Regions from separate parts of the Mus musculus genome. Here region 2 is linked to region 1. The links are chromatin contacts, called in public HiChIP or PLAC-seq maps. All regions are on one chromosome and are shown on one strand. The core of a region is the stretch at or near the end of the contact, and the rest is flanking DNA. Distances in the headings are between cores, read along the strand shown.

Region 1 (7,181 bases), core at 463-2,962:
CAAAGAAAGAAACAAAGAAAGAAAGCAAGCAAGCAGGTTGAAGAGCTGGCCCTGCCCCTCACTGGCTGCAGTGTTTGGCAGAGGGTCCCCTGCACCTTACCTGGGCGGCACAGTGGAGCTAGCCCTTGTGACCTGAGTGAGGAGAGTTGATCAGAGCTGGGTGGGAAAGGGCAATGCTGGAGAGCTGGCCCTGGTGGTGTGGGTACAGGGCAGCTGGTGGTCTGACCAACTCAGCTACCACCCAGGCCCAGACTCAGTGCTTTGAGTTGGCCCACGTCAACATCTACCCCATCTATGAACTGCTGGAGGGTGTGAAGGGGCTGCAGATCCAAAGCTGCAGGATCTCCATGACACAGAGTGAAAACAGGCTATCTGAGAGGAGACAGGCAGATAGAAAAAACAGACAAGCAGCCATGAGGAACAAGCCAATAAGCCCCCTGGTTTCTTCATCCAGGTTCCTGCCCTGTTTGAGTTCCTTTCCTGACTTTTTCACTGATGCTGAAGTATAAGCTGAATTACCCTCTCCTCCCCAAGTTGCTTTGGTCATGGCATTCCATCCCAGCAATAGCAGCTCCAAGACATACATTTTGAAAAAAATTGGATGATCCACACTTAAGAGTTAACAGTAGTTACTTCTCCCAAATGAGACTGTGTATCCAATCTGAATTTACTTTTTGTATATCATAAATCCCTCTATTCATTGACTAATTTTACAGCGATCTTTTACTACCTTTACTAGGCAGGTGCTGTACTAATGAGGTCCATTTCAGTCCCTTTAATATATTTTATTATAAGATGACTATTTACATATGGTGAACCCACCTGTTTGTTCACTAGGCCATTGTGAAGTCCCTGGTCTGGGTAAGACTGGATATTATCTCAAGTAAACACTCTGCAGACCAGCCCTGAGCTATTCTGGCTCTGTTCTTTGTAATGCCTAATTAGTTTCACAGTCTCTACTAGAAGTAAATTTGAATGTTACTGAATAGGTAACCTCACTGAATTCCTATTGAATTCCAAGTTTGTCAGCTTTAAGGATTTTCTGGGACGTTGGAACACTGGCGAAGGCTTAGCTATGTCAGAATTCAATCTTAAAAGGCACTTATAATAAAATAATACTGAAAGAGAGCACGTGCATCCATACACTAGACTAGCTTGGGGATAGGGTATGAGTATACAGGTTATGAGAACATCAAAGTTCCAGGAGGTGAGTTTCTGTGAAACTCTTTGCCTCATGAGTGCTCCCAGGCCTCTCCGCCTGCCAAGCAAACTTCACTGGAGTGGACGTAGCAACCTGGGAGAATCTGAAGCACTCTAACCACTGAGCTCTCTCTTTACAATCTTCAAATTCAGTTTTTGCTCCTGCCTGTGAACATTCGCCGTGCAGTGCTGAAGCAGTTTCCCAAAGCACAGCCTCTAACCTTAACAACTTTCTCTTAAGCTTTACTGCGATGTGTGTGCTTTTTATCTTATCATAACTTAGTGAGAGCGTTCAGTTATTACTGGGAACTGGCAGTTCCTGTCCAGACACTGAAGCCAGAGAGATAATGTTTGTCCTCATGCCTTGGCCTGGGTTCTGCAGATGAACGGCAGGCTGGTTTCCCACTGTCCAGCCAGTGCTGACTCTAAATAAACCAGCCTCTTTCTGATGAGTCACTGTAGCTGGACCCTGGGCCCAAACTGAGGCCCGGGCAAGGGTTTGCTTACATGGTTGCCAGACCAGTTTCTTAGTATACACACAGAGTCGTGCTTGTCCTCTGAACTCCCTTACAGGTCCTTACCCTGCAACCCTGATCACTGACCACGCCCATGCCCCATCGTCCAATCAGATCTCATTTACAAGGCACAAAGGTAGGCATGCCTGTGTTGCCAGCAGTTAGGACTGGGACAGGAGGATCCTGAGTGTAAGGTCTTGAGCTACGTAATAAATTCACATAAGACTCTGTTTCTAAAGACAAGCAAGCAAGCAAGCAAACAAATGAAAACACACACACACACACATACACACACACACCAAAGACAAACTTGTTCAAAAGCCAACTTGTTATTATTGGAGGTTTTGGGCAAAGTCCTGACTTCAGAAGTTTTCAGAGGCTAGAATCTATCACTTAACCCAACATAAGATGTGTAAGCAGTGGTAAAGTCAGAGAGCAGACGGATGTGACCACACTAGGGAGATCAGCTAAGCCAGTGAGTGTCCCATTCTGTCTTCAAGGCTTTGAGAAAGGAACCGAAGGAAGATGGAGCAAGAGATCCTTTGCAGCCATACTTGTGGTGTGGTCCCACTTAGTCCTGGTTCTGCAAGAGGTTCTGGTGAAGTTATAGTCACCATGTGTGCTGGCTGGTCTCACGTCAGCTTGACACTATCTGAGAGGAGGGAACTTCAATTAAAAAATGCCTCAGGCGCTGGGGAGATGGCTCAATGGTTAACAGCACTGGTTGCTCTTTCAGAGGACCCAAGTTCAATTCCCAGCACCCACATGGTGACTGATATCTGTCTGTAGCTCCAGGATCTGAATCCCTCACACAGACATACAAGCAGACAAAACACCAATGCTCATAAAATAAAGAATTTTTTTTAATTGTCTCTAGAAGATCTGGGTGTAAGGCATTTTCTTAATTACTGATTGATGGGGGAGGGTCCTGCCCATTTTGGTTGGTGTCATCCCTGGACTGGTAGTCCTAGGTTCTATAAGAAAGGCTGAGCAAACCAGTTGAAGCAAGTCAGTAAGCAACACCCCTCCATGGCCTCTGCATCAACTCCTGCCTCCAGTTCCTTCCCTGTTTGAGTTCCTGTCCTGACCTCTTCAGTGAATGAAGAATACTGCTGAAGTGTGAAAAACCCCTTTCCTCTGCAACTAGCATTTTTGTAGTCTTTCATCATAGCAATAGAAATGCTAACTAAGTTACCCCTTAATTTAAAAAACTTTACTAGGACTCCAGGAGTTGTTCAGTGGGAGCACATATGCTTAGCTTAGTGTGAAATTTGGGGTCTAATTCCCCAGTCTCAAACAACAATAACAACAATAACAAAGAATCTTATAACTAAAATGTGCTCATTGTTACTTGTGCCTTCAGTGAGCATAAACTTTCCTTTGGTGGAGGGTCTGGCTTCAGTGTCAAAACTGCTGACTGACAAGGGTAGTACATGCTGAGGGTTTTGGATGGCTGAGACAATTTCTTGAAATAATTAAACCAAGCATAGGAATGAGGCTCAGTGGTTGAGCCCTTGCCTAGCACGGCTAGATTTGATCCCCAGGTATGGAAACTAAACTAACAAATGAGCTGCAGTAAATTTGCCACATCTGAGGCAGAGAGATGGCTCAGTAGTTGAGAAAGTGCATTGCTCTTACAGAGGACTTGAATTCCCAGTGTTCACATCAGGCTGCTAGAAACACCTGTGACTCCTGTAACCACCAGCTTTTCCACAAAACCTCTTTGTTCCCCGAAATAATGACTCAGAGACTTAATATTTCATGAATAGTTGCCTAGGCCAAAAGCTTTGGATTGTTCTCTGACTAGTTCATAACTCAATTATTACATTTATTCTATTCTAAGAGTGCCACGTGGCTGGTTACTGCCCTCAGCTTCACGTGTCCATCTTCATCAGCATTCTGGGCAAATCTCACTTTTCTCTCTTTTCTCTCTCTCTCTGTCTCTCTGTCTCTCTCAGTCACTCTCTGTCTCTCTGTCTCTGTCTCTCTCAGTCTTTCTCCCCTCCCCCCCTACATCTCTCTCCTGGAAGTCCCCCCTTCTATTCCTGCCTCACCTCATTGGCCATAGGCTTTTTAATTGACAGGTGATGCTTCCATACATTGCACAAGAGAGCCACTTTGCAAACTCCAATTCTAGGGGACCTGATGCCCTCTTCTGGGCTCTGGAGGTAACTGCACTCATGTGCACATACTCTGTTCAGACACACAGTCATAAACAGATTCAAAAAGTAAAAATACATCTTTAGAAAGTTTGCCACATCTATTGACCTTTTTTATGGAGAGCTCTTGGAGCCGTTTCTAGAAATTTGGTAGGAATTTGACACTGGGTTAGGGCAAGAAAGTAGGCTTAAGATCTTGATCATCTTGATGAGTCCCTGAGTACTACGGACCTTTATTTATTGCCTTCTTCCCTGACTAATTTTGTTTATTGCTTTGTCCCTTGACCTAGAACTGACCTTATTCTTTGCACTTACTTAAAATGATATAAAAGCAGATTTGCCTCGGCACTGGCTGGAGTCACGTTATAGTGCTGTCTAATTGTCTTTTTCTTATCAATTCTCACACCCTCCCTGAAGACCCCATTGAGTAATTGAGCTGGCTTGGTCACTTTTTTTCTTTAATGAAAGATTTTGTTATAGCATGTGATATTGTACATTTTATTCATAGTAGAGGGTCTTTCAAAATCGGAATCAGGTGGAGTTAAGGTGACTTTATACCTGAAGTCCTGGCATCAGGAGCTGGAGGTAGGATATTGCCACGGAAAATTGGAATCCACCTTCTCAAACTCTGCCACTGTTTTACCAAGTTTGTGTGCATTTGAAGACCTTTGTTGTAATTTCAACAACATCTACTGTTTCTTCGCTGAGAATAAATAGATTACATTTCAAGAAATAGCTTTCTTTGCTCACACACTAGCCTCCAACTTAAGATTCTGCCTATAATTCTGTGACTAGTTTCACCAAACCTATGGTGAAAATTTGAATCCTTCAAGGTCATCTGTGAGGGTTAGAGTTAACTTACTCTAAACTCTGGTTAATACTGATAATCTAACTTCTTTTGAGTCAGACATGTTCTTTACCCTCTAGACTGGTGACTAATTATCAGGTTTTTAGTTTGCTGCGCTCAGACCCTCCGGAGGCATCACCACATCAACAACTGCATTAAGACTTTTTTTTTTTAAATAATAAGACTTAAAAGCTGAAATTACTCCTTAATCCACAGATTTCAGAATGTCTATTATGTTTCTAGGCATGAAAACATTAATCTTGCCATCCATCGCCATCAGAAGTCTTAGGCTACAAGGCCTGTCACCATTATCAACAAATGGTAATATTTTGAAATGAATCTTTTTCTTTGGGCAACAGGTTTCAGTGGGCTTAAGAAATTGAGTAAGGTGTCTTTTGGGGAAAAGAGTGCTATTGTCCAGGCTTAGCGGTTCCATTTAGCAAGTGTAGGCAAAGATGGTTTTGTGTAATTCTTAAAGGCTTTGGGATCTTTGGAGTAAGCACTGATTTCAACTTGAAGTGGCCTGGTGACCCGGGGGTAACTCGCAGACTCAATCCCAGCGTTTGTGAGACTGAGTATATCTGTCTCGATATGACTATACCTCAGACAAGAAGCAAAATCCAGAGAGGCTAACAGGTCAAAGGTGCAGTCCACTATGGCAGGGGTTAATGGCTGCAGGAGTCTGAGGCAGTTGGTTAGACTCTGTCTGGTGTCAGGAAATAGGAATGGGTAAAAGCTGGTAGTTAGAATAATTTTCTTTTCTTTTTTTTTTTTTTCTTCAGTCCATGACTCTGGCCCTTGGAGTAGTACCACTGATATGGCTAATAAGTTCCTTTTATGCTCAGCATCCATCTTGGTGCCCACTAGTCGTTTGTCTCTGACTCCAGTCCCTGGAGGATAAATTCCCAGTGACCCTGACTCACTGATCCCTACTCAGAAATGTACAACGGTGACCATGGACTTGTGATGACATGAAGAACTGCCTTTTTTGCTTCTGTAACTTGCTTATGTAGATACCTAAAGACTGTTTTGAGTTGCCCTGACCACTTAACTTGGCAGAACAGAATGGATTTTACTTGCTTGCCTAGATATTGAAGGCCTTCTTCTGGTTTCCCCTTTAAAAGTCACTCCCTATACCCTCCTTCATGGCAAGCTCAAATTCGGCTCAGAGACTGCTCATTCTGTTAGCAGCTAATCAATACATCTTTTAATTATAATTAGATTAGGTCTATGGTCTTTCCCTAGGGGGGTCACAAACTCTGTATCACCACCCACAGTTAAATGACTCTTTCTACCTCAATTAACGTAATATAAATAATTCCATGGGCATACCCAGAGGGCAACCTAATCTAGATAATCCCTCACAGATGTGCCCAGTGGCTAATCTAATCTAGATAACTCCTGGAAGAAATGGCAGAGGTGAGTGTCCTAGGTAATTTTAGGCCGTCTTAAGTAGACAGTGGTAATTATTACACCAAGCAAGGAAGATTGGGAAACCAAGACTAGTTTGGTCAATACAGTGAGACCCTGTCTCAAATGAAACATAGGAAAACAAAACAGTTTCTACAAACTAACAAGAAAGGCAGCTGGCACAAGGTCAAGGATTGGCTTTCCCTCCTTGCAAACGTCTCCCACGGCGTCTTCCTCCAAGAACAGCTGCTGTGTCTACATTGAAATCTATTGTTCGCCATAATCGCCTTCATTGAAGTTTCAGCTCAGGACCTGGAAGGGTAGCTCAGTTGTTAAGAGTGAGCACTTGTTGCTCTTACGTGGGTGGGGTCAGAGTTCAGTTACTGCTCTCACACTGAGTGGTTCTGTGCTTGGTCTGTAATTCTCTTGAGATACCTTGTGATCCTCTTGTGAAACCTTGCTTGAAGTTTCTTCCTAATTTTGTCCCACTGGGTGATAGAGTGTGCTGACTTTGTTCAATCTAACAGTCTATAACATGCTGTACTTCTTAATAAACTTGCTTGGCATAAGGCACAGCTCATGCAAGACCTCTGAAACCCAGCTTTTCTGTCTTCTTTATCGTCTCATCTCCTGGCTACCTCCTATTTGGGGATCTTGTCACTGAGGAACAACATGCTGATTCAGGTCAAGACAGACAGACAGACAGATAGGACAAAAACAAACAAACAAACAAACAAACAAACAAACAAACAAAAATTAGAACCTGAAGCTCACCCCCAACAGTGTGACATCAACAAGTCATGATCATGAAACATTTCCAACCTTAATGTTCTTACTCCATGAGATTATTATAGGGATAAAAATACATTGTAAAATCGTGCTTTCTAACAGCACTTGTCCTGTAGGTGTATAACAAATGTTACTTTCTTTTCTTTCCCTTTCTTGTGCTCTGAGTTAGGTGTATAGCTCTGTAGTAGAGCATTTGCCTAGTATGGTCAAGGCCCCAGGTTTAATCCCTAGCAGTTTAAAAACAAATACATAAGTAAAAAG
Region 2 (7,140 bases), core at 3,079-5,578, 200 kb after region 1:
GTCCAACATAGAACATGGTTGCAAAAAAAAATATCTAAAACATACTTAAACATGAGCTGGCAACCATGATGAATGCCTGCTGTCCCAGCTACTTGGGTGACTGAGACAGAAGACCAGACATTTGAGCCTCAACAATGTAGGAAGACCCTGACTTGAGACAAACTAAAACAAGATAAGCCAGGTGTGGTGGTGCACACCTTTAAACCCAGCAGTCAGAAGGCAGAAACAGGCAGATCTCTGTGAGTTCAAGGCCAGCCTAGTCTACATAGTGAGCTCCAAGCCATATAGAGAGACGCAGTAAAACTCTGTCTCCAATATAAATAAATAAATAAATAAATAAATAAATAAATAAATAAATAAATGGATCATGTGCCTTTCCCACATCAAACTTAACATGGCTGGGGTCCTCAAAGCCTCAGGACTTGGGCACTGTGCATAGCACACCCTGTCAATGTGGTTCCTGTCTCAGTGATCAGTCTACAGAATTGTGACTCCAGTGGTTGAGTCTGATCTTGAAACTCCTTTTCAAGACCTTTCCCAATCCTCTATATCCGTAAAATAGTCAGGAATCCAAAAGGGAAGTTTTCAAAGTTCGGTCGTCTATGACAGCTAAGTTAGTATTGTACATGGTTCTCCTGATTCCAGTCATCGTGTTTTCAGGCCACCAATTAAAAGAAGTACAGGCCCCTTTGTGTGGATAAACACACAAGAACCAGACGCAACAGAAGGGACAGACGATACAAGTATACAGAGAGCTAGAAGAGTCCACCTTCTCTTCCAGCCTTTAGCTCTCTTATTGGCTTGATGATTGCCGCTTGGGGGCCCTGAGTACAGTCGGGTTCTGTGGGTAGTCTGTCCCTTGTGCTTATGTCCTGTCACTACTTTATGAGAACAGTTCTCTGGCTCCTGAAGCCACAGGCAGCTACGATCCCTCAGCCTTTGCGTTTATCTCAGTCATAGCCACACACGGCTCCATTTGTTTGCCGGATTCTTGGGTTATCCCACACTCTCCCACCTTACGGAAAGCATAGCTTAAGATCTCTTTTCTCCTGTGGCCTCAGCTCCATGCCATGCTTGCTCTGGGTCTCCTGCTCTTAGCTCTCTTGGCAGCTGGGGGCACGCACTATCCGACCGGAGACAACAGAGTCCAGCAAAGAATGAGTGATGTTCAGTGAAGGTTTACATATGATAGAATGTGGAGATTAAAAAGAAAACAACAACAACAACAAACAACAACAACATGGAGCTAAAGGTTTCCAGAGGCAGGCAGTTCAGCTTAATAAATAGCTCCTGCCAAGGGGAGTCTGGGAGACATAGGCAGGGGGAACATTGAATGGAGACCGTGGGACTGGGGAAGCAAGGTTGTTAAAGATGGAGACTATTTGCTTGAGTCTCTCATGTTGTAACCTGTGACTAATGCATTAGTCAGGCCGAGCACGTGGAAACTACACAATATGGCTTAGAAAAACATCTCAGTTCTCAAGAATAGCCTCCGAGCCAGACAATGCTGGAAGTAATTGAGAGTGAGGCGCGCATTGTGATTACTGCTCTCTGACATTGTAAACCACCAATCACTCAGCTGCTTCCTGAATTCCCAGCGTCGGGAGCACGGAAGCCCGTCTTTGTCAGTCAACTCGGGAAATGCTAACCTCCTATTAAATCTGTTTTTCACAGAGAAGGATCCCTGGAGTAAACGCCAAAGGAAGCTTAAGCTTCGCACTACCTTAGAGCGCTCATTTTCTTGTCCATACATAATGTTTATTTCAAAATTTTCATTGTCTCCCACTCTTTCTTAAAAGGGGTTGGAAGCGGTGCAAGGCCCGTTTCTCTCTTCTCACGCTGTCGCTCTCCTTACACAGGATGCTGGGCTCTGAAGCAGTGCCTGGTGGCAGTCCAATTGTTTTCTTTGTAGGAGATCTATCTTGTTTTTCTTATCTCCTTTAAAATCTTCCCTTTGAGTTTGGCAACTTTGCATTTTAAATGATGAGTCTGGCTGTTGTACAGGTTCATGGTGCAATGTCGGTCGGCCGAGTTTCTGGTGTGCGTGGAGCTGCGGCCTACATCAGCTCTGGAAACTCATTTAATGTTTTATTCGTCCAAATCTCTCCTTTTCTCTGATATCACTCCCCTTCCCTGGAGACTAGGTTGGTATTAAGAAGAGCCTCCCATCACGCTCCTGGGTCCGAGCCTCCCATCATGCTCCAGGAGCCTCGCTTCCCATCATGGTCCAGGTCTTAACCCTTTTTTCATATTTTCTATCTTTTCATCTCTTTATGTCATATCGTGGGTAATTTTCAGATACAGCTAATTATTTTTCAACTCTCTTTTTCTCTCTCTGCTATTTAGTGTTCTTTGATTCAAAAGATTTTGCATGGTCCATGGAAGACTGGAGGCTGAGAATCCAGAAAATTCTACAAGTTTCTTCTACTTTCTATATTTCTTCAGAATGCAGAAGGCTAGTTTGTTCCTCCTTAAAGGTTTAAGGGGGAAATGCAAGCTCTCCCGCCTTTCCGGAGGCCCAGGTCTCTGTGCAGACCGCCTTCCACCTCACTGACTCCCTCCCAGATTTCTTCTCACTGTACGTTTCTTGGACTTCAGAAAGTTTTTCTGCTCTCTGGGAGCCCAGCTGTGCACTAAAACTACCTTGTGTGTCAGGGCATCTTGCATGGTGGCAGGACAGCCTTCAGGGACTTGACTCTGGCATAACAGTGGGAGGGAAGGCTGTGTACACAGAATGTCGGGGACATATAGACACAGTGGCAAGATACACATCAGCCAGTGTCATGCTCCTCTCATCAAATATTTGAGAAGAAAACAATTATACGGGAAATAGAGAACCATTCAGATCTTGCTCTCTCTCTTGTTAACAACGTTTATGTATGTAACTCAAAAAGATTCCAGGAAAGAGAGATTTCTTACAGTGTAAGACCTCTACAAAGGACAGAGAGGTATTTGGGGGGCGCAAAGAGCAGTAACGGAGAAGCAAGGGAGAACTAAGGGGTCATCCCCAAGTCTGTTTACAGAGAGATCCGTCTCACTGTTTACCCCTCTGCCTTTATAATTGTAAGACTTAGCTAGTAATTTTTATATGAATATCCTGGTTGGAAACCTCTATAATTTCCTTGTTTACTAGAGGAGGAGCGTTCATTAGAGCCCAGGTCCTGTAGGACAGCTTTTCCCATGGACTAAGGGGCTGAAGTCAAACATGATCTTGAAGAGCTGTCTTCCGCTTGGGTGGGCCAGTGTCCTGTCTTCCTGATGCTCGAAGATGTGGAAGCCTTGCTGTCCTTAACACAGACTTGCCCACCTCCCCCTTTGTGCGGTGAAGCTGCCGGCTGCGGCCTCTGTCTGGACCTTCGTGGTTGATGGAAGTTTGCTGTTGTCTATAATCTTCAAAATAAAACTTTGGACCAGGCCCTAATTCTGGGTTGGAAATTAGTAGAAGAAAATCTGGGCTCTGAACAAAAACCACATTTGAAAGAATATCTCCCCCTCCCCCCTTCCATTGGCTCTAAAAGCAGAGGCTGAGAACAGCTGTCCACTGTTTATTCAGGAATTTTTTTTAAACTCTAATTTCTAAACAATAGCTGTTTTCTTCTCCACTTAGAATGGTGTATTTTCTTCTTGGACCATTTAAGTCCTTAGTCCATGTGGCCATGAGGGTCTGTGACTTCTCTCTATGTCTAGGAGGAAACAAAAGACACCCCCCATCCCCCACCCCCCATGGCAATACTCCTGTGTTAGTCTCACAGATGTGTACCATCGAGTTCACTCAGTTTTGGGTCTTAAGGTCAAACTCTGATTGCTCCCTCCGAATGCCTACTTGATTTTGGCTTTAGGGATGAACCCTGCTGAACACCTTTTGGACCAACTCAACACAGGCTGACTTTGGGACACTTCACAGGAAGTTCCTGTAGGCCCAGAATCATGTGAGCACAGGCTTTGACTACCCACACTACCCTCTCTCTCCACCAGAGCTGTCCACCTCATTTTTTGAGACAGAATCTCCCTCACTGTCTTGAAACTTATGAAGTAGGTTAGGTTGGCTGGCCAGTGATCCCCAGGAATCTGCCTGTTTTGGATCCCCATTTTTACAGGAGTTCTGAGGATTGACCTCGGGGCCTCATACTTGGGTGGCAAGCATTTTACCAGCTGAGGCATCTCCTCAGTTTTCCAACTATATAAAATTTGAGAGGTACAAACATTCAGATCCCAGGAACAGGGTGGCCACCATTTGATGCTGAAGTTAGATTGTGCACATAACTGCTCTTGCATGAGGTGTTGAGCAACGGGTTCATCTGGACACACATATATTCCCCACTTGTGCTATCCACACAGCCCGAGGAGAGGAACGTAAGCCAGAGACTGGTTGCACAACAGCCACCAGCTTTTCAGCTGAATGAGTTACGAATAATAGCGCTTTCAGCTTCCATCCCCGATAGATCTGCCCCGGGGAATATGATGGAACTGAGAAAATGTTTATGAGCTAGTAAATTTTTTCTACTAATTTGCAAGGCTATAATAAACCCATGAACTTGATGGCCTGTAGCAAGCATACCAAGAATTAGGAATGGAGAACAATTTAGAGCCATAAAGCCTCTTCAGGACCTATAGGAAATGATTCCCAGAAAAGCTGATGAATTTTTAGCATTTTTAAACAGAGAATTAAGCCGCTAATTTAACCAGCTGTCGGCTAAGAACAACATTTTCCCAAATGATTTTGCGATTTTCGTTTCTCTTGCTTTAGAGAATACAATTAATTCATGTATGTAGGAAATAAAAAAATTAAGTTTAAACAATGACTGGAATACAGTGTCTCTTAAGATGTAATACAAACTTCTTCCCTTTTAAGAAGAACATTATATGCAGCCTTATTCTGCCCCCTTGTGGAAGAAAGTGTTACTACACGCAGAGGACACTGGTGCGTTTTAATTTAATAATAATCAGACACAGAAATCTTATTTAGTGTATTTTCACCCCTGTGTGAAGCAGCCACACTCTCGACAGAATAGGAAGGAAAGTCTTAAAGTATCTCAAGATTTATCTTGTTCGTATATGAAAATTAATAATGACGACGACGACGATGATGATAATAATAAAAATAGTGGTGGCACATGCCTTTAATCCCAGCACTTGGGAGGCAGAGGCAGGAGCATTTCTGAGTTCAAGGCCAGTCTGGTCTACAGAGAGAATTCCAGGATAGTCAGAGCTACACAGAGAAACCCTGTCTTGAAAAACAAAAACAAACAAACAGAGAGACATCCTGCAGGTGATCTGTAAAGAGCCCATTGTCAGAGTATGTATGCCTGGCTGTAGCCATCCTTATGACAGTCAGCAAGAATCCTGGTGTTTCGATATATGCAAATAAATAGCTGTCACAGGGACCTCCTCGTTTCTGTTTCATGTTGAGCGTACCCACTTAGAGCACAGCACTGCTAGTTACTATCATCTATAAATAACAGCAATCTTTAATCATTTTGTGAACCTGGCCGTTTCCTCACTTTATCTGATTTAATTATCTCTGAGCCCTGAGGTTATGTACGAGAGAGGGAGTAGGAAGTATTTCATCTTAGCTGCTGTTCACCTAACCAGCAAGTGAGAGCTGGGATCTGAGAGCTGGGATCTCCCAGGCCCATCAGGCTGTGGATTTCCCGTTGCACAACCCGGCTACACCCAACTTCAGGAACTAACTGTGTGCGAGATGCTGCTGCTGACCCATAGTGTGCTCCTTCCCCCTTCTGTCAGAAGCCAGGGCAAGAGAGGAACTAAAGCCATGCACAGGAAAGAATGGAGCAGACAGGGAGCCCAAGGAACATCCACAGAGAAAAGATTTTATGCAAACAGATGGTCTGCGTGATCCTGTATCCATCTTCCCCATTCAGAAAAGCCTCCTATCTGCTCTCCTTAGAGATCCCTGGGAATCTGTTTCCAGGGCCTTCACAGACCCTCAAGTTCTTTGTATTCTCGTAAGCACTTTGGTCTGCCTCCAGGTTGTTTGTAATACAGGATACAGGGTAAATGGGAGGGTCCAGGCAGCACCACTCCAGGAAAAGTGACAAGAAGCCAAATACAGTCAGAGGCAGGGTTTCCTCCTCCGTAGGTTTTCATTCTACCGTGGGGTCCATGTACAGACAGGGCAGGGTAACTGTGCTTCTCTTCATCGTTACATTACTGCTTTTTGGCTTCGACTGTGGGCAAGATCTGTGGCTTGCTGCTAGGCAGAATGCTGTACAGCGGATGGCTGCACCGGTGATTACATGACTGTTACATAAGAAACTGTGCCCATCTAGCTGGAGAATCTGGCTTTGTGGCATCAAGAGATCACATGTCTAGGAGCTTGATGGCAGCCATTGAGACTCCAAGCAGAGGAGCCTGGCCCATGGGAATCGGGAGATAATAAATGTGGGCTGTGTCAAGGCACAAGGCACTGATTATAACATTATCGCTCAGAAATTAACAGGCAGAGCAGTTATCTTTAAATTTTTTAGATTTGGGACTGCTGAGATGGCTCAGTAGAGGCGATTTCCCTGGTGACCTGAGTTCCATCCCCAGGACCCAAGGAGAGAACGGATTCTGCCCAATTGTCCTTTGACACACCCTCCCGTCACACACACCAATAATTATACATTTTTAAAAGTTACAGACTTATAAAATCTGACTCTTGTGTTTAAGTCACTGGCTGCTTTCTAGTTAATCTTTACAGACAATGTGAGGATGGGAGGCAAGATTCTCTCTTCCTCCTCCTCTTCCTCCTTCTCTTTTGAAACAGTGAATCTCTATGTAGTCCTGTCCAGTCACTCCAATCCGGCCCCCAAAAGTTCCGGACTACTCTTGGTGCAGATCTATCACAGCTTTCTTTTGCCCTGTGGTCCCTAGCTGAAAGCCATCAGTGACTTCCCACCTTTAGCTTCCTCAGTCCTGAGTCACTTGTCCCCAGGACTGGCAATTTCCTGGGACACACACCACACTCTGAGAGGTCAGAGGAAGATCCTGTTTAGACTAGGTGAGAGGTGAGCCATCATTCTTTGTGGGTAACAGCGCCTCTCTGTAAGTGTGCCATGGTCTTCCCAGGGAGTTCTGGTCTCTCTAAAAAAAATGTAAGGTTTGGCTGCACACTTCAGTCTGAATGTTACAACTTCA

What was found. HiChIP or PLAC-seq counts read pairs in DNA pulled down with a chosen protein or histone mark.
Region 2: an H3K27ac HiChIP or PLAC-seq map of hepatocytes shows a contact between it and region 1, with 6 times the contacts expected there. The contact joins two enhancer-like sites. A contact is called at or near these places in 3 of 15 datasets of contacts at CTCF or cohesin (the NIH/3T3 cell line, large pre-B cells and pro-B cells), 7 of 484 Hi-C or Micro-C datasets (bone marrow-derived macrophages, cochlea, cortical neurons and 2 more), 14 of 115 datasets of contacts at active chromatin or transcription factors (the 230-238 cell line, the HPC-7 cell line, T-cell acute lymphoblastic leukemia and 9 more) and 2 of 9 other capture datasets (embryonic stem cells and embryonic trunk).

The regions. Positions count from the first base shown.
Region 1 is chr10:40,326,634-40,333,814 of GRCm38.p6, forward strand. No RefSeq gene overlaps it. Among named protein-coding and RNA genes, the nearest start is that of Cdk19, 19 kb to the right of the region's middle. Within about 2 kb of position 1,713, at least 68 of the 459 cell types and tissues checked have an H3K27ac peak or open chromatin away from gene starts, as enhancers often do. A contact at or near this core is called in the HPC-7 cell line and hepatocytes, where this site is marked.
Region 2 is chr10:40,520,268-40,527,407 of GRCm38.p6, forward strand. No RefSeq gene overlaps it. Among named protein-coding and RNA genes, the nearest start is that of Slc22a16, 47 kb to the right of the region's middle. Within about 2 kb of position 4,329, at least 83 of the 459 cell types and tissues checked have an H3K27ac peak or open chromatin away from gene starts, as enhancers often do. A contact at or near this core is called in the HPC-7 cell line and hepatocytes, where this site is marked.